2 separate regions of the Triticum aestivum genome follow, and region 2 is linked to region 1. The links are chromatin contacts, called in public Hi-C maps. All regions are on one chromosome and are shown on one strand. The core of a region is the stretch at or near the end of the contact, and the rest is flanking DNA. Distances in the headings are between cores, read along the strand shown.

Evidence for each region. Hi-C and Micro-C count contacts between places; a contact is called where the count stands out from the background.
Region 2: a contact with region 1 is called in a Hi-C map of an unstated tissue, with 4 times the contacts expected there. The contact joins two enhancer-like sites. A contact is called at or near these places in 2 of 5 Hi-C or Micro-C datasets (leaf and an unstated tissue).

Annotation. Positions count from the first base shown.
Region 1 is chr4B:20,391,728-20,394,799 of IWGSC CS RefSeq v2.1, forward strand. No RefSeq gene overlaps it. Among protein-coding and RNA genes, the nearest start is that of LOC123090671, 4.4 kb to the left of the region's middle. Within about 2 kb of position 1,639, at least 1 of the 8 cell types and tissues checked has an H3K27ac peak or open chromatin away from gene starts, as enhancers often do.
Region 2 is chr4B:20,428,044-20,431,115 of IWGSC CS RefSeq v2.1, forward strand. No RefSeq gene overlaps it. Among protein-coding and RNA genes, the nearest start is that of LOC123090671, 41 kb to the left of the region's middle. Within about 2 kb of position 1,593, at least 5 of the 8 cell types and tissues checked have an H3K27ac peak or open chromatin away from gene starts, as enhancers often do.

The sequences.
Region 1 (3,072 bases), core at 389-2,888:
AATTCCATATGCAAGCATGCGGATGGCCGCAGTGCATTTCTGGTAAGAGGAGAATCCAAGCTTGCCAAGGGCATCCGTCTTGCACTCGAAGTATGGGTCATGAACAACCACTCCCTCTCAGATATGATTGAACACATGTCTTGTCATACGAAAACGACGACGGAATTTATCCCGCTTGAAGAGCGGGGTGTTCGCAAAGTAATCAGCATAGAGCAGGGCGTGGCCTCTCTCCCTGTTGCGGTTCAGGTTGGGAGCACGGCCAGGGAGTGGACCCCTGTACCGAGGAAGCTGCCGTTGATGTGGTCGTGAACGACCAGTGCAGCCACCACAAGATCTTCATCATCCGACGGTGGATCGTCCGATGAACAAATGAAGTGGTGGAAGAAAAATTCATCTCCAATGTCCATACCTTTGTGGGCAAAGTGTCGAACATCTTGCGGTTGTGGTGGCAAAGAGGCTGCGATGATCACCTTGATACAGCAGGGGTGGTTGGCGGCCGGCTACTGGCCGCTCTAGAGCACTCGTCGGAAGCTGACGTGGCCGCCGTGGTACGTCGTCGGCGGTCATATCCCCTCTGCCACCGGCTGCGACGGCGACGGCCAAACCTCCTCCGATCGACGGCCAAAACTACGACGAAAGCGCGGGCGTGGTGGCAGCCATGTCGAGACGTGGTTTGGTATGGACGGCCGGGGGGTGCGCACTGAGGAGGCGGCCCGAGAATAGTGGCGGCGCCGGCGGCGGGGCGGGGCGGGGAGAGGGGGTGGAAGCGTTGGAAGCGAAGGGACTGCTAGTATCCCCGACAGGCGGGCCACGGGGGGACAAGGGCGTGCGGCGAGCCCGTCCGCGCGATGTCCGTTTCACCCCAAACTCGGAGCAAGTTTGGGCCGGGGATGGGTCGAAAACGGACGGAATCCGGACATTTGTCCGTTTGGAGCCACGCGTTGGGCCGCGCTAGCTATTCGTCCGTTCTACCCCAAAACGGACGCACCCGGACAAGATGGGGTCGCGCGGTGGAGGTGGCCTTACATCGGCCACTAGTGTACAATTTCAGGCCAGACAGATTTCCGGCGCGTCGTCTCGTCGGGCAAGAAAAACAGGACAGGTGCAAGCCCACGGCCGCCGTCTCTACCACCGCACCCGACTGCCCCCGGTGACGGTTCTCAGTACCTCGACCGGGCGCAGCTTCAGTGACTTTACGAAGTCATGTCTCACCGTAACTTAGCCTTCATTATCAGTCGTTCGTTAGAGATCCAACATTTCAGATTGATCTATTTTTCATATTGAAAATTTAAAGTGTTTAGAAAAAATTGAAAAAATCCAATAAATCATACATGTTTCGTTTTGTATCCTTGAAAAGTTTCAACTCATTTGGATGTATGGTTTGTGATTAAATAGCTTTTTGAGCTCAACTAAGTACAAAAATGTGTATTCGCAAACTATACATCCCAATGGATTGAAATTTTCACATAATATTAAACAAAACATTTGCGATTTGCTGGAATTTTTTCAAAATTTGCTGAATATTTTTAAAAAAATTCATTTGAAATATGGATCAATCAGGTCCGTTGGATCTAGAATGGATGGCTGATAGAGGGAGCTAAGTTACGGTGAGACTTAGCTTTATGAAGTCACTGAAGTTGCGTCCACCTCGACCGCTGTGGTGCCCGCCGTCTATGTCGTGGCGGCCCTGGCGCTCCGTGACTCCGTCGCCCTGCCTAATGCGAAAGCTAAGAAGGAAAAAAAAGAAAAATGTGATGCTCCAAGTATGCGGATGATCTAAAAACTGTACCGGGATTCATCATTTGTTGGAGCATCTTTGGCTGCTCCATTTCTCTAATAATTTTCAGTTATCTATATCTATACATCTATATACAACTATTAAAATAACAACCTTTTTCTTTCTTAAAGACACCCCGTTAAGCGTACACCGATAAAATTATCACCGTCTAATTATGTAAATCCATGAAATCTAACATATCAGATTAATCTAATGAGATATCAAGGGGCAATTAGAGCATCTACAGCCGGCACCCTCAAATCCTCCTCAAACGTCAGCGAGCGCATCCAGTGAGTGACCAGATAAGAGAGAGAAGAAAAGAATGTCCCAATCGAACCCTTCATATCATCTCATGTGCAGGTTGTCCGTGAATCCTCATATTTCGGACAAATATAGGGAGGATATGAGGCTCCCGGACACGCCCGGTCAGTCTGCTATATAGGACGCGTCCCACTTCGGACCATCTTTTTTTTCTTTATTCATTATTTTCTTTCTCTCTCTTCGTCTTCATCAATCACGTGCAACTCACCCGACATATGAGGAAAAAAATGAGGAGTGTGGATGTATAGATGGACAAATGGGGGTTTAAAATGGAGACCGGTCGCGTCCGCGGGCGTTTGGGGTGTAATATTTGCTAAGTCCGAGTGTAGATGCTCTTAGCAATTACTGGAGCCGGAGCGCTCCACTGGCGGACAGAAAATTTTCTGCGACCCACTTAGGCAGGGCGACGCTACGCGTCAGACGGCGAATCTTCTAAAAAGATCCGCCGCCTTGAGAGTTGTTTGATCCGGCGCCATCTAGCGAACCTTTTTCCTCATAATTGCAACAAATGAAGTGTCGTGGAACCCTTTGCAACAGACCTCATGTTGCAGAAATATTTGCGAGAGAGGTTTTGTTGCATAAATTTTTCTTTTTGTCTTAACGTCTTTACAACATGGGTGTTGTTGCAGAACGACTTCTGCAACACAAATGTTGTTGTAGAATATATTTTTTGTCTTATCTTTTCTTGCAACATTGGTGTTTTTGCGGAAAGACTTCTGCAACACAAATAATGTTGTGAAAAAAATGTTAAGATGACAGAGGCATGGAGTTCCTGGCTGTTCAGTGAGGAAAGGAGGAGAGAAGACCAAGGGAGCGAAAGAAGCCATGGGGCGATGGAGGTCCCGAGCAACGGTGTGCAGCTGGGTTGGACGCATGGTGGTCAGCAGAGGAGGCCCCCCATGGCGGTGGCTGGCGTTCATGGTTGGTTGGGAACGCGAGGAGAAAGAGATGTGGGGGATGAAGGGAATGAGGTG
Region 2 (3,072 bases), core at 343-2,842, 36 kb after region 1:
CTCGTGGTGCGCTTCGCCGTCGTACTCGGTGCCCTCCCGGCCTGCTCTTCACGCCGTCAGCAAAATGGATCAAATCAAATATCTGCACGGACCATCCGTCGAGTGAGTCACGGGCTTTGAACGAGAAGCAGCAGGACAAGCGCAGCCGCAGCCGGCCAACACCAAAGCCCAGCAAGGTCGCCGCCGCCGCAATGGTCACCGGCAACGAGAAGGCCAAGAAGGCGCCGCAGCTGAGGAGGGCCGAGAGGCGCGATTCAGGACCATGGTTCAGCCTAACCTACGGTCCACGCCGTACGATTCCACAGCCTCTTACATGTGGATCCGTATTCCTTTTAAATTCAAAAATTATGGTTAAGCTTTAAACAACTCCAGACCCACCTTAAGCTCTTTGCTTATTATAAGGGAAATGTTTCCCGCCGGACGACCGGCCGAGCGCTCGGCTGGTCGCCCCTCGCTCGCTCGCTTGCTCTATATCACGTGGGAACACGCACATGCGTCCTGTGGGCCTCAAGCGATTTTCTGATCTCTTCTTACGTTTTTTTCTCTCCTTACTTTTCCTCTGGCCTTATCGCTTTTGCCTCTCACATTACCTTTTCAGTCCCCACACATCTAAAATTACTTCCCCACCGACGCAACAACCACAAAGATCTTTTACTGGAACCGGTGGTGATCTTTCGCTGTAATCAGCATTATCTTTTTGCTGCATGGTGCTGCAGCCAGTTTTTTGCAACCCGCAAAGCTACAACCACAACTAATCATTAATAAGTTTCAATTGAAGATAGCGGAATCTAGGGGCCACTCAGTGCTGCAACCATTGACAGAAATGCTTCAACGAGACACTGAAAAAGGAAAAATGCTGGAAACGTTGACAGAAAAAGGTTCAACCGTAGATGCAAAAGCTTCAACCAGGATACTGTGCAACGAAAAAAAGCTTCAACCTTTGACAGAAAAAGCTTCAACGGTAGATGCAAAAGATTCAACCAGGACACTGTGCAATAGAAAAAGCTACAACCGTTGACAAAAAAAGCTTCAATTATATACCAAAAAGGCTTCAACCGGCGATAGAAAAAAGCTTCCTGGAGGTTCGCGCTTCCATGAAAGCTGCAATGGCCACCGAACTGCTACATGAGTGCTTTTTTAGTTGTAAATTTATACTGGAAAATATGTAGAAAAAAATATAACAATTTTGCTTCCATAGGTTTTTTGTTTTTTGTTGTGAGCTTTGTTTGCAGAATGCTACATATGTTCTTTTTTCGTTGTAAAAGTACAGAAATTATGCTACAAAACATATGGTTTTTTATTTGTATTTTTGATTTTTGTTGTGAATTTTTACTGCAATGCTACATACAAATACAGTTTAACAACAAGTGCAGATTTTCTATGTACATTTTTGATTGAAACTATTGTGTGCACATAGCAGAGAGAAGTCACAATCATTATTTGGATGGGCTCCACCCACGTGACTGCATGCAACACCCACGGCGCATGAGACAAGCGACTTTCGGGCATGCAGATGGGCCACCAGCGTACTCCATGGTTGAAGCAAAGGAACGACGTGCCAGACGATCGAACGGATTAAACTAATCGAATCGGACGACCTACGCGCGACCGGCCGAAACTATAGGCCCGTGCGCCGGCGCCCATCAGTCCCCCTGTCACCTAGGCGCGTGCTAGTTTTTCTTTTGTGCTGATGGGCTGGCACGAGCACTGTAGCGCCTCAATGAATAAAAAAACATTGGTCTATTGACTGTGGTTGCACTGTTCATCACTTTTCAGTGTAATATTTTAAGAAAAAAAATAATAATTTTAAAAACTTTGGGACAATATGATGGCATGTCAGATATATTAATTGTCTAACACTTTTTTTTGCCTGGGTTGTAGTACCAGAAAAGGTGTGACTTGTCATGGTAAACATTTTTAAAGAAAAATATTTCTGCCGTGTGCTAGTCGAGTTTAGGAACAGTTATCCTTTGAAAGGCATTCGCAAAAGCAAGAATAGACTGTACTTTGCCGTATATTAAGTGGGTTCAGCTTCTTTCTTACAAAAGTGAGGCCAAATTTTGATTATTCAGCAAAAAGAAAATCTGAAGCAGTGTCAGAACTGCATGTCTGCATGTAAAAATATGCCAACATTTAAAGAAAGTCTGAGGCAGTGCGCCATTTATTTTTGAAACCGGAATTATGACAGGGACATGTCAGTTCACGTAAAGTAAAGAAAAACATCAACGATACAAAATCCAAGGTAGACACCAAATATTTAGAACATTTTTGTGAAATTTATCTGGCATGAAAACCAATGTGACAGTTTCTTAATCTTGAATGCGAAACAAATGCATGTAGGATGTTTATTTTCTTTTTTTCTTTTTTTGGTAATTGCTTAGCATGTTTCATGATACGAACTAGTGTATTTGCCGTGCCCATTGAACAGTGTCTGTGCATGAAGACAACATTGCTGTGCCCAATGCAACCTGAGTATTTTATTGTCTATTGTATAAGACTAGACTTGCTTAGCAATGCATGGCTCATAATAATCTAGAGTAAACTACTCGCGTCATGCATGCCAACTCCGTCCAACAGTTTGCACCAACATGCAAACAGTTCCCGCCATGCATTTTTTTAATCAACAGTGCACAAATCCTCATGAACAGTGTTCAGAGATCAATGATGTTGAGCGTAGGTTCGACAGAACCATGGTCCGACACAACATTGGCAAGAAGGCGGCACCGATCGTCATGAAGGCTAATAAGGCGGGGGCGGGCGGGAGGAGGAGGAGAAGGAGGAGGCGAGGTCGGCAGTGGTGGTGGCCAAGTGCGCACGTCGAGCTGCACCAAGGAGGAGGTAGACGCCATCCTCATTCAGGGCGAGCGGTTCAGCCGGAGCTCGTCCGGGAGGGCGGCGTCCAACGAGACGGCGGGCGGGCACTGGACGCATCATCTACGGCCGAATGGAATGATTGCGCACGTGGCCGGCCGGCTGTTGTACACTTGTACTTCGTCGTGGGAACGCTGCAAAAGGACTGCGACAAGGAGGAGAGCTGCGAGCTGTGAACAGAAGGAAGTGGACGACCGGATT